Linked DNA regions of Mus musculus: regions 1, 3 and 4 are each linked to region 2. Evidence: chromatin contacts called from public promoter capture Hi-C data. All regions are on one chromosome and are shown on one strand. Each heading gives the region's core, a stretch centred on a gene start, on an enhancer-like site or on the middle of the called end of the contact. The rest is flanking DNA. Distances are from core to core; before and after follow the strand shown. Region 1 holds the start of Sbk1 (SH3-binding kinase 1). Region 2 holds the start of Kif22 (kinesin family member 22). Region 3 holds the start of Stx4a (syntaxin 4A (placental)). Region 4 holds the start of Phkg2 (phosphorylase kinase, gamma 2 (testis)).

Region 1 (2,839 bases), core at 61-2,560, 770 kb after region 2:
GACTTAGAGGGGCAGAAAGGTGCTCTGACCCGAAATGGTTTCTTCATTCAGGGTACCTCCCTCCCCCAAACTAGCTGTTCACTGAGAGGGCTTGTCCTCTCCCTGTTCTGCAGGGAGCACAAAGAGGGACTGGATAAAGAGCCCCACTGAGACCTGAGCTGGGGTCTCAGAGTCAGAAAATAAGAGACTCATCCTCTCAAACACGCCCCTTCCCTGCCCTCTCAGACAAAGGCACACACCCAAAGCCCCAGCTGTCACCCAGAGCTGCAGAATGCAGGCACCTCTCACCTTTGGGCGCCCCAAATTTTCTCTTTCCTGTGGGGAGGGTGGGTGTCACTTAAGAACTCAGCTTGGTCTTTGGGAGATGATAGTTACGTGTCTTTATTCTTCAAAGGACCTAAGGTCTAAGGCTCCAGGCTATTCCGGGGAGACTCTCCACCTTCTAACCCCTCTCCAGGGCGTCGCAACTCCTCTCTCCCGGGGTCCGAAGCTGTGCCCAAATCTCAGGGTTGGGGTGGAAGGTGGGGGAAGGGAGAGGAGGAGGGGGCGGCTCCTCCAAGCGAGACACAAAGAGACGTCCTTCAGCCTCGGCTCCATGGCGACGCTGAGGAGGGGGAGCGCGCACTCTGGACTTCCTTCCCCACCTGCAGGACTCTAGGGACCTCGGTACCACTCACCTGCCGCCCCTCACCTGGGTCCCACTTACCTGGGCTGGGGCCGCGGGGACGCCGCGGCAGGGGGCCTGGGCGCCGTGTCGATCTTCGTCTGCCCGGCCCGAGAGGGGCTCAGGGCACCACTACCACCATGAGCCGGGACGCTGAAGGCGTCGCAAGGGGCTTGGTCGCCCGGGTCCCGAGGCTTTGGGGTGCCCGCGGCTTCTCGTTAGCAAGAGGATCTTGCTGTCCTAGGTTTGGGGTCCCTGTGTGCCGGAGTAGCGGATTAGGGAGGCTAGCGCCCCAAGCCTGGGTCTCTCTGTGTCTTGAGGTGTGCGGTTGTAGCAAGCAGATCTTGGGGGGCCCGGGTTGGATCGGTCGCTGCGTCCCAGCAGCCGCGTGCGAGGATGGAGGTCACCGCTCAGCCGCTGGGGGGTTCGGGCGCCGCCGCTGCGAGCAGCCCGGCCCTGCGGGCTCCTGCCCCGGCCTGGCGCGGGCTGAGGCTGCGGCTCCGGCTGAGGCTCCCGCTCCGCCCGGCACTCGGGCTCCAGCGCCGGTGCCCGCCCGGGCTGCGCTCCATCGCGGCCTCGCGGCTCCGCCTCCCGCCGGCGCGTACCTGCCCGCCCGCCGCTCCGCCCTCCGCCTCGCGCGCCGCCGCACGCGCCTTTGTCCGCCGCGCCGGGTGCGCGCTCCGCGCACGCGCACTCCCGCCGCGCCCTCCCGCCAGGCGCCACGGGCCTGGACCTCCCCACCGCCGCGGGAGCCGCACGATGCCCCGCCCGCTTTCCGGCCACGCGGGGTCCTAAGGCCCGCCGGTCATTGGCATAAGCTTCTTTTTCTAGGTCAGAGCCCAGGAGGGGGCCAGAACGAGGTTAGAGAGGGCTCGGGGGAGTCACAGAGGGTCACCTGGTCCAGCTGCTTGGTCCCCGAGGGGCTAGACTGTCCCAGACTATTCCAGCCTGTGCTTGTGGGGCGGAGCCTGGATCTGTTTCAAAGAAGAAAAATAAATCCGAGCTCTCCTATTCAGAATGCACTCGCTCATTCAACTACCGGTCCATCTGTTCACCCGCCTGTCTGCCCATTCATCCTTCCACCTATCCATTCGATTTCCAGGGGACCTCATAAGACTACTAGGCTACTCAGAGACCTGGGGTCTGTGGGGCCGTGCAGGGTTCAGGCAGAACTTTCGAGCTCTGCTGTAGGGAGACCGCGAAGTAAGTTTAAGGAAAAGCTGGGATTAAAGGTGTATAGCAGAACGGAAGAAGGGGGTGGGGGGTTCCTGGCTGAAGCAGCAGCTGTGCAAAGCCACCCGGGTGTGAAGAGCTTTGTTCATTAACCGGAAATTGTAGCCTGGATGCAGGTGGGGCGATCGAGCAGAGATGGCGACAGAGTGGGAACAACGAACGCATCCTTCCAGAGGCCCAGTCTCCCATGCAGCATACTATTTTATTCATAGAAAAAGCCCCCGACGCACCCAAAATCTCTCCTCCTTTTAATCTCTGATCAGATTGTTTTCTCAAATTAGCATCCTCTTCCAACCACTCCAGCTGCTGGTAGAACTTTTAGAGCTGGTTATTGCAAACTCAGGTAGCCTTAGGTGGAGCTGGGAAGACGGCTTATTAAGTAAAGTGCTTGCCAGGCAAGCATGAGGGACTTGAGTTCCTCCAGTGCCATGACACCTGTAGTTCCAGCCCTGGGAAGGCAGAAACAGGTGGATCCCAGGGACCAGCCTGATCTGATCCGTGAGTTCCAGTGAAAGACCCAGTCTCTGAATAAATAAATAAGTACGGGAGGGGAGAAGGGGAACCAAGCGAGATGCTGCTAAAGACCAGGGTTCAGGCCCCCAGGACTCAGCTATGGCTGGGCAGGTGTAGCAGCCTAGAATCCCAGCATTTAGGAGGCAGACAGGATCCCCAGAGCAAGCTGACTAGCAAGACTAGCCGAATGAGTCAGCTCTAGGTTCAAGTGAGAAACCATGCCTCAATTTGTAAAATAGAGAACAAGAGAATCAACCTCCGTCTGCACATGCACACACATGCATGTGCACCCCACATACATGCAAACACACACATATGCATGCATACCACGCACCCACAAAAAGTTAAATGAGCTGGGGAGGGATTGAAGAATACACCTGATAATGTCAACTTCTGCCCTCTACACACACACACACACACCTAAGTTGA
Region 2 (2,833 bases), core at 131-2,630:
CAGCAACAACAAAACATTCAGAGTGGTGCAAAGTTTTTACATATCAAACTGAAAGTTTGCTTTTAAGAATTCAGAAGTAAGACGGGCAGTGGTGGTGCACACCTTTAATCCCAGCATTTTGGAAGCAGAAGCAGGCAGATTTCTGAGTTCAAGGTCAGCCTGGTCTACAGAGTGAGTTTCAGGACAGCCAGGGCTATACAGAGGAAATCCTGTCTCGAAGAAGAAAAAGAAAGGAAAAAAAAAAAAAAAGAATTTAGAAGTAATAACCAAAATGTCAAACAGTCCAGTTTCCATTTCCATGGTAATGAAGTTAACCTTAAGTCACTAGACTGTGACCAATCAGTTCTTGATTGTGTGAAATGCCGTCTCATTCTAGACCTGTAAATTGTGCTAGTCAATATCTTTGAATTTAGCTGGGTGTAGTGACACACAACTTTGATTCCTGTCTTTAGTCCCAGCACCAGGAAGGCAAAGACAGACAGGTCTCTGTGAGTTTGAGTCCAGTTTAGTCTACACCATTCTGGGACAGCCAGGGCTACCTAAAGATAATCTGTCTCACTGTGGTCCTTCATGGTTAGATGGCAAAGTGTTGCAGCTTCCAGGGCAGAAGAGCGCAGGTCTTTGTTAGTTTAAACCCAGCCTGGTCTACATAGTGAGTTACAATGTTGCTAGTTAGAGACCCAAAGACCACCAAAGTCTGGTTTGACAATCTGTATTAAGTCGCTAGAAAATTCCTGGAAAGAAACTCCTCACAAAGCAGTCTCAACTGCATTTTACAGAAGCTTTTAAAGGTAAAGAGCACACAAAAACTACATCCTGTTTGGCAGTTGCAGGGCAAAGGAAAGCAAGCAGTTTAACAGAAGCCAAACGCATGCAATTAGCTGGGGGCATTTTGTCCCAAGATTCTAAAACAGGGCTGGGAACTTTCCCACAGTAAGAAAAAAAAAAGGGGTGGTGGTGGGGGAGTCAAGTTCAAAGAGGAACTTTTTGCCTTCTCACACCAGGACAGCCAGGGCTACAAAGAGATTCTGTCCGCTCCAAAAGGCAAAAATTGTATTCAGAGCTGGGAACTTTGAATATAGAATCAATCAAGTGCTTTCAGAAGAAAAGCTGAGAAGGAAAAGTCGGGCGAAAGTCTGCATTTAGCCAATTCCAACCTGGCAATTCAAAAGCCTGAAAGTGCAGGGACCTCAGTTACTGACCATTTAGTGACAGACTCCAGGGCCCTATCCCTGGGAATATTTTGCTTTCGAGACCGGAAGTGAGCCCGAGACGGCGGAATTACGGTAAATTAGAACCGAAACTTCCGGCGGCACGTAGCTGCGATTGGTCGAATCTGAGAGGGAGGCGGGGCCCCGGTAATTCAAAAGAGAGAAGCGGGCCGAAGAAGGGAAGGCTATGAGCTTAAGGGCTAAGACGTGTCCGCAGCGACGGGAGATGGCGTCGGCCACCTCAGGTACGCGGGCCGGGAGGAGGGAGCACCACTGCGTGAGACTTACAGAGTAGCAGTGGTCCCGGAAAATCCAGCCGGCGCGGGGCGGAAGGGCGAGGGGACGCTGGCTGGCGGGCGTGGAGGTGGGCGCCACCGCACCCTGTCCTCTATTCGCTGCCTTCGGCGGTGTAGAGGGGGTTGAGACCCTGCCGAGGCTCCAGCTCCTGTCTAGAGCCTGAGCGCTAATGTGTGCGCTTCAATTTGTGTCATCTGTAAAGCCGGGCAGCCACCCGTCTGTAAAGACTGAGCAGCGAAGAGCCTCTTTATCTGTCTGTCTGTCTGTCTGTCTGTTCAGAGATCCCACTCCGACTGAAGGCTGTGTGAGATCACACGGCAAAGGAAAATCCTTTCCCTCCAGCCTTGGAACCGGATGCTGTTTTCCTGGTGAAAAGGCTGGCTGCCAGGAGATTCCAAATCTTTCCTAAGACGATTTGCGTATGCGTGTCTTTCCTCTTTCTATAGGCCGAAATCTGGCCTGTTTGTTTGGCTTTGGGGGAGGCAGACCTTTAGGAGAACGCCTCAGCCAGGCAGTGCTGCAAGCATTTTGTGATGAACCGTTTAATGTTGTACAGAGCTCTGAGGTCATGACTGTTAATGCCCTGTCTTTAACAAAAAGCTTTAATTTTATCAATGTGTGCCACCTATGTGTGGATCTCCGCAGAAGCCAGAAGTGTTGGACCCTCTAAAGCTGGAGTTACTGGCAGCTGTGAGCCACCAGATGTGGACCCTGGGAACCAAACTCAGAACCTCTAGAAAACTAATAGGCACTCAATTTCTAAGGCTCACCAGCCCCCTGTACTTGTGTTTTGACAAGAGGAAGCAGGCATAAATGGGGTAGATAGCTTCTTCAAGATAGCACAACTAGTAAATATTGGGAATCTAAATTCACACTCAGGTAGTTACACTGTAATGCCTCTGCCCTTGACAGTTATGTCCGAATACAGACTCTGAGACCCAGGGTGCTTGGTATGTAGTAAACGTTAAAGTGCTGAAAGACTGTTAGCCCTTTCCAAGAAATTACAATCATTTTCAAATAGTCCCATAAACAAATGTAGTATGAGGAAATACATTGGTAGAAAAGCATAAACTTGTAGTGTAGAATCTGAAACAAACCTTTGGGTATTTTGAGAAATCTTTATTAAGAAATGGTAATTGGAAGCTGAGTGGTGGCGCACACCTTTAATCCCAGAACTCAAGAGGCAGAGGCAGGTGGATCTCAGTTCAAGGCCAGCCTGGTCTACAGAGTGGGTTCCAGGACAGCCAGGGCTACACAGAGAAACCCTGTCTGGAAAAACCAAAATAAGAGAAGGGAAGAGAGAGAAATGATAGTTAGGACTGAGA
Region 3 (2,770 bases), core at 30-2,529, 800 kb before region 2:
GATATGTTTTTCTTTGAATTACACCAGTGGGTTCCCACAAGCGTGGAGGAACCTCTCATCTGCTTGCCCAAAGAATACACACTGGCCTGAAAGGATGAGAGCAGTAAGTAATTTTGAATTTAAACTTAAAATAATAATAAAGGAATCTGAGAGGCCATAATGTGCTCTGCAAAGTACCATGGCTTTGATGCCATGGGACAGAGATCCTAGACCCAAGTCTGCTGTGTGACCTGGATCTATCACTTGACTGTATACAACAACTAGATACACCAGCAACTGGGCTGAATCAAAGGGAAAGATATGGCTGAGACCCTTGAAATTCATTCACCTTTTAGCTGCGCCCGGACCTCTCTCCCCAGCTGTTTGATCTCCTCTCGCAGGTTCTGCAGGCCCTGCTTCATGCCTAAACGAGAAAGCCAACACTTCTAAATCACAGCCTCTCCCACAAACCAAAACCAAACCCATCCTGGCCATCACCTGAATAAAACTACATCCCCCATAGTCCACCGGGCTGGCGTGCGTGAGCCCTAGGTTTCGCTTACTCTCCTCGGGAAGAGGCGTGGCCAGGATGGTGACCTGCTGTTTCTCCAACTCCCGGACTTTACTCTCCAGTTTGGCCATAGTCTGCCGAATTGTCTGCACCTAGGAAGGATCACCAAGAGGGCTGAAGACTTAAGTGTCACTCTAGTCCGCCCTACTCCTCGGTTCTCCTGACCCTTACCTTCTGGAAGAACTCGTCGTCCGGGCTGCCCAACCGGGCAGCACCTGAGTGCACCACCAGCGCGACTCGAACCTCATCTTCATCGTCTGAGATGTTATCCCCCTGCCAGGGCCGGAGTCATTGGCGACAGTTGCTCGCTGCGGTTCTCGCCCCGCAGGAACCATGGGCTTCCGGGATTTTCCTTCCTGGCCATCAGCCACCCGCCCGGGACCCAAAACCAGGAGTCCTCACTCCAGCGCGCCCGCCCGGCCCCGCTTCTCCTCACTCCAGGGTGTCCTCACCATCCCGGTTTCTCACCTGCCTCAACTCGTGGGTCCTGTCGCGCATGGTGGTCGGAGTGCCCTGGACCCGAGCCCAAAGGGCCTCAAGGTTCTAAATTTGGAAGTCCTGCACCTCTCTCACACTTGACACCCCCTCCCTCACCCAGCGAACTCCAGTACACCCCGGAGCCGCCAAAGGCCCCACCCCTTTCACCATCCACAGTCGTGGGGAAGAACCCGATCATAGGACCCCCAAAGTTCTACAGGTTGGAATTCCCTTCTCTTCCCCCCATCCTGCTCCCGCAGCTGCCGCCCCGCCCCTCGGGGGATGACTCCGAGCATGCGCGCGAGGGCTCGGCTCGTCCTCGCTAGAGGGAAAGGCGGAGGTCGGAAGCAGTGGCAGCCGAACGGAAGCGAGGCTGCCTGAGTCCAGAGCCCGCCCCGCTGCTCCCCCCCCCCCCACTACCGGAACATCTCATATTGGAGCCGAGATCTAGTTGCCCAAAGGGTTGGGAATGCGTCATTTGCACGCAGTCTGAGAGCCTCGTATCTCACATCACCCCATGGCGCCCCCTCATCACGTGACAGGCCGGGCCCAGCTCCGCGGGCTGCACGCCCGACCGCCAGTCATGTGTTCCGGCCTGTCAGCGACGTCTCGGGCTTCAGTCTCGCGACGTCCCCGACACCCCAGCGTCTGAGCTGTGCCCCAACAGCTTCTTCGAGGTGGGGAAGGGTACACTGCCTACTCTCAGCCACCTACTAAGGATGCTCTGTAGAATTCACTTTTTTGTTGTTTTAATTTTGGGTCCTCGGGCGTGGGCAAAGTGAAGACTTGCATTTGGGGCTGTCAGTATCATGAGACCTTGGAAATCAGGAAATAATAAGACCCGAGTCTCCAGCGTCAGGGAATTGCAGGGTTTTGTAGGCAGAGAATCTGGGGGTGGGAAGTGACCTCAGCCAAGGTGGCGCTCCCCCCGCTGCTCCCCCGCGTCCTCCTGGCACAGCCTCTGACAGGTGGGCGGCCTATGCCCCGAGTGAGCATTGCAGTCCCGCTGAGCTCGCTACCTTCTGAGCAGCACGACAATTCCAGAGCAGCTCAGACTGAGAAAAATGTACTGTTACCTCCGCAGCCCTGCCTTACAGCTGACGTCTCAGCATGACTTGCTTTTCTTTAACGGAATCCCCAACACCAAATTCGGTAGCTGCCACATAGCAGTCCTGCATAGAAGATTTGATCCGAATAGTAGCCTTTCCTGTATTTGAAACTAAAGCCCGTGGCTTCCTGATCTTCTTTACGCTTCTCTCACGGTGCCATTTCCCCAGATTTGTTTGTTTGTTTGTTTGTTTGTTTGTTTGTTTTTCGAGACAGGGTTTCTCTGTGTAGCCCTAGCTGTCCTGGAACTCACTCTGTAGACCAGGCTGGCCTCGAACTCAGAAATCCGCCTGCCTCTGCCTCCGGAGTGCTGGGATTAAAGGCGTGCACCACCACTGCCCGACTTCATTTCCCCAGCTTTGACCCTCCAGAAATACATTCACTTGATAGATTTATTGGACACATACATACTAGGGAATAGATACTGATATGGGCTAGCGACATATCAAGGACCAACAGACCAAAGTCCTGTGCCCTGTGGAACTTCTATTGTATAGAAGCTTCCCCCCCCCCCGCACCCCCCAAAGTCCCTCAGCAGGTGTCAGAACAGCTAAAAATGGGTATTTGAATACCTGAAAGTTCATCAAAAGAAACAATAGTCAGTCCCTTTCTGGTTCTGGGCGAGAAGCCTAGATT
Region 4 (2,927 bases), core at 412-2,911, 530 kb before region 2:
AACCCAAGCGCAGAGAGTAAGCGCCCTGCTCACAAGCACGCTCCACGTCATGGTACCGCTCTGAAAGCGTCCGCATCATGGCCTAAAGCCCCATTTTCCTCACTTCCTTTCTTGTCTTTCCCCACTCTGTCTATGGTCTAGCCACTGCCTTGAGCCCTGCACTAACTGCCCCCTCTAAATGAGAAGACACCCCCCCCCCCCAGCCTATTCTCACACTTTATGTCTCAGCTCAAGTCCTCGGAGCTGAGAATGTGGCTCTGTAGTAAAGCACTGTCTCTTAGGATGGGGCCCTGAGTTTAATCCCCAGCACCATGAACAACCAAACACCCCTCCCCCAACCCTCCTGTCATTTTCTTAGAAGTCTCCTAAAGCCCCTCCTCTGTGGAGACCCCGTTGATTGAATCCTACTGCCTACTTATTTTTTCCCCTAACGCTCCTTTCGACCTTTATCTTTTTTTCATTATGTAAAGATAGAAACATTTCCAAGACAGAAACTTCCTCAGGGTTCCTGTTCTGTCACTCCCTCACCCGGTGTTCTTGGTGCTTAACACAACATAACCAATACACTATGCTTCTGAAACTAAACCATAAAGCATCTGTGGTGGCGATCACAGTAGCAATCCCTGCTCCCCTCCCCGACAGGGTTTCTCTGTGTAGTCCTGGCTGTCCTTGAACTTCCTCTGTAAACCAGGCTGGTGTCAACTCAACAGAGATTCACCTGCCTCTGCTGGGATCAAAAGCATTCACCACCACCGCCCAGCTCCAAGCATCTTTTCTACAGACCCCTACTTCTCGAACTAGATACCTTTGAAATGCTCACGTGATGGGTATTTTCTACCTTCCCGTTGTCTGGACCACAAACAATTGTTGACAATATAGATGAATAGAGGAAAAAATGCGGGTTAACTCGGAATACTAGCCAAGTCACTAACTGTTTTCCACTGTCCACTTCCTAACTATCCAGTCTTCAGAAGGAAGCCTTATTTCCTGGCTGGGAGCTGACTACACTGGGCCGGTGTATGCTTCAGCTGTGAAGGCTCACCTGCCAATGATGTCCTTAGGGTCGTACTTCTGGTAAAACTCTTTGGCCGCAGCCCAGTCAGGGAGTTCATCCTCCGGCCCCACGTCCAACGTCATTCTGAGGGATGTGGGGGCCTGGGAGGAGGAAACGGAGGGCAGTGAGGGCAAGGAGGCCCACAGGTTCTGAGAGGATGCACATCGTGGCTCCCGGGGGCGCAGCACCTGCGGCTGGGGCGCCAGGGTCCTGGGGGTTGGGGGTGGGGTAGGGGAAGGATCAGGACCGGGGAGACCACAACGAAGGGCCTAGGGGGGAGGGAGGGAAGCAGGGCAGGGAAGAGGATAGGGAAGGGCGGGAGGGGGGAAAGGTGGCTCGGAAGAAGGGGGAAATGGCACAAGTGCGGGCGGCTGTTACCGCGCAAGCGCACTTGGCGTCCACTGGGAGGGGCGCGGGGGTCTCGAGCAGGATGACCCGTGCGAGCGGGGAGGGGGAAGGGAGGGTGGGGGGAGGGGGGTGAGGAGGGAACAGTCTAACCTGCGCAAAGACCCTCAGCTGCTTGGTTTATGTTTGTTCCTTTGCTTTAACCTGTAAGGCTCCCACAGCGACCTAAGGCACCGCCCCCATCATTGCAGCCAATGGCCCCTGCTGTTTGAGAACTAGGGATTAGAAACCCTCCGATTGGAAAATGGCAGTCCAATAGGAAGACGGGATTCCAGGGCGGACAAGGCCGTTGGCGCTAGAAGTCCCCAAAAGGTCTCCACCATGAGGAGGAGCCTGAAAAACAGCCAATCAACATGTAGCACTTGCTTTTCTCTCCTGGTGCTGCTGGTCTGTAAAGAGACACGGAAGTTAGGTTACCGGAAATGTGATGTCTCCGCACTACCTCACCGTGCCCTCGGACAAGGCCCTTTTAGTTTCCTTCTGGAATCCTCATTTATTATAGTAAGAGCCTGTTCCAAAATTCCTTTTTTTGTGGAAACCTGCGTGTAGACAAGTGTGGTCATGCACGCTTAATCCCAGCACTAGGAGGCGAGGCAGGCAGATGGATCTCTTGAGATGGAGGCCAGCATGGTCTACAAAGTGAGTTCCAGGACCGGCAGGGCTGTTTATACAGAGAAACTGTTTTGAGAAACACAACAAAACAAAATGCATATGCAGCTTGGCCGTTTGGTCCTGACTAGAGCTTTCAGGATAGTGTCCATCATCCTGGGGTCACAGACTCCTACCGTCTTGCTCCCAGACCCTCCTGCATTAAGTACACAAGGTTGTTAAGGTCCTGCCTAGAGTAATTCCAAAGCCAGACATATCCTAAAACCAAGGTTCTGGAGTAACAGCAAAGAAAAAAGCAAATCCTCAAGGTTACAGTCCAGCAAAAGAGAAATGATAATTTTTGTTTTTTTAGACGGTGTCTCACTATGTAGCCCTTGTTAGTCAGGGATTCGTTGTGTATCCCAGGCTGGGGTGGAACTCCAAAGATCAGTCAGTTTGAGTGCTGGGATTTAAGGCTCAGGACGCCTAGATTACAGCATGATTTTCTAACAGCTTTTTCTATAAGGAAACCAAGTAATTTAGTGTTTTTGCTTTCTGTCACTGTAGAGCCTTTCCTCATCAAGCTTAACTTTAACAACTTGCAAAAATAGTTTTGAACTTTCCTAAGTAGGTTTGTTGTTGGTACACAGGGGATAATTATTCTGAAATTAGTCAAAATAATGTATTCATATAATTAGGAACCGAAGAGTCTTCCTATGAGAATATGAAATCTGGAACTAGAGGAAGAACTACAGGTAAAATTTGGGCAATGGTGAAAAACAGATTAAAAAATAATTTTATATTTTCCAGTATTGATTTCTAAAAGGACCCCCAAAACAGAAGCTAGTATAAAGTCTAAATGCTGATTTCTCTTGGTTGC

Evidence for each region. Promoter capture Hi-C pulls out the DNA fragments that hold promoters and counts their contacts.
Region 1: a contact with region 2 is called in a promoter capture Hi-C map of cranial neural crest. The contact joins the promoter of Sbk1 here to the promoter of Kif22 in region 2. A contact is called at or near these places in 2 of 39 promoter capture datasets (cranial neural crest and liver).
Region 3: a contact with region 2 is called in a promoter capture Hi-C map of liver, with 2.3 times the contacts expected there. The contact joins the promoter of Stx4a here to the promoter of Kif22 in region 2. A contact is called at or near these places in 2 of 39 promoter capture datasets (liver and neutrophils).
Region 4: a promoter capture Hi-C map of hematopoietic stem and progenitor cells shows a contact between it and region 2, with 2.3 times the contacts expected there. The contact joins the promoter of Phkg2 here to the promoter of Kif22 in region 2. A contact is called at or near these places in 3 of 39 promoter capture datasets (hematopoietic stem and progenitor cells, hippocampal neurons and liver) and 2 of 9 other capture datasets (adipose tissue and pancreatic islet).

Annotation. Positions count from the first base shown.
Region 1 is chr7:126,270,967-126,273,805 of GRCm38.p6, reverse strand. It overlaps Sbk1 (SH3-binding kinase 1), which reads right to left and starts at 1,310. Exons shown (of 4, transcript NM_145587.3): 1 at 707-1,310.
Region 2 is chr7:127,040,967-127,043,799 of GRCm38.p6, reverse strand. It overlaps Kif22 (kinesin family member 22), which reads left to right and starts at 1,380. Exons shown (of 14, transcript NM_145588.1): 1 at 1,380-1,456. The coding sequence starts at 1,399.
Region 3 is chr7:127,840,317-127,843,086 of GRCm38.p6, reverse strand. Stx4a (syntaxin 4A (placental)) reads right to left here and starts at 1,279. Exons shown (of 11, transcript NM_009294.3): 1 at 1,019-1,279; 2 at 722-823; 3 at 543-642; 4 at 329-403. The coding sequence starts at 1,048.
Region 4 is chr7:127,572,082-127,575,008 of GRCm38.p6, reverse strand. It overlaps Phkg2 (phosphorylase kinase, gamma 2 (testis)), which reads right to left and starts at 1,661. Exons shown (of 10, transcript NM_026888.3): 1 at 1,553-1,661; 2 at 1,043-1,155. The coding sequence starts at 1,137.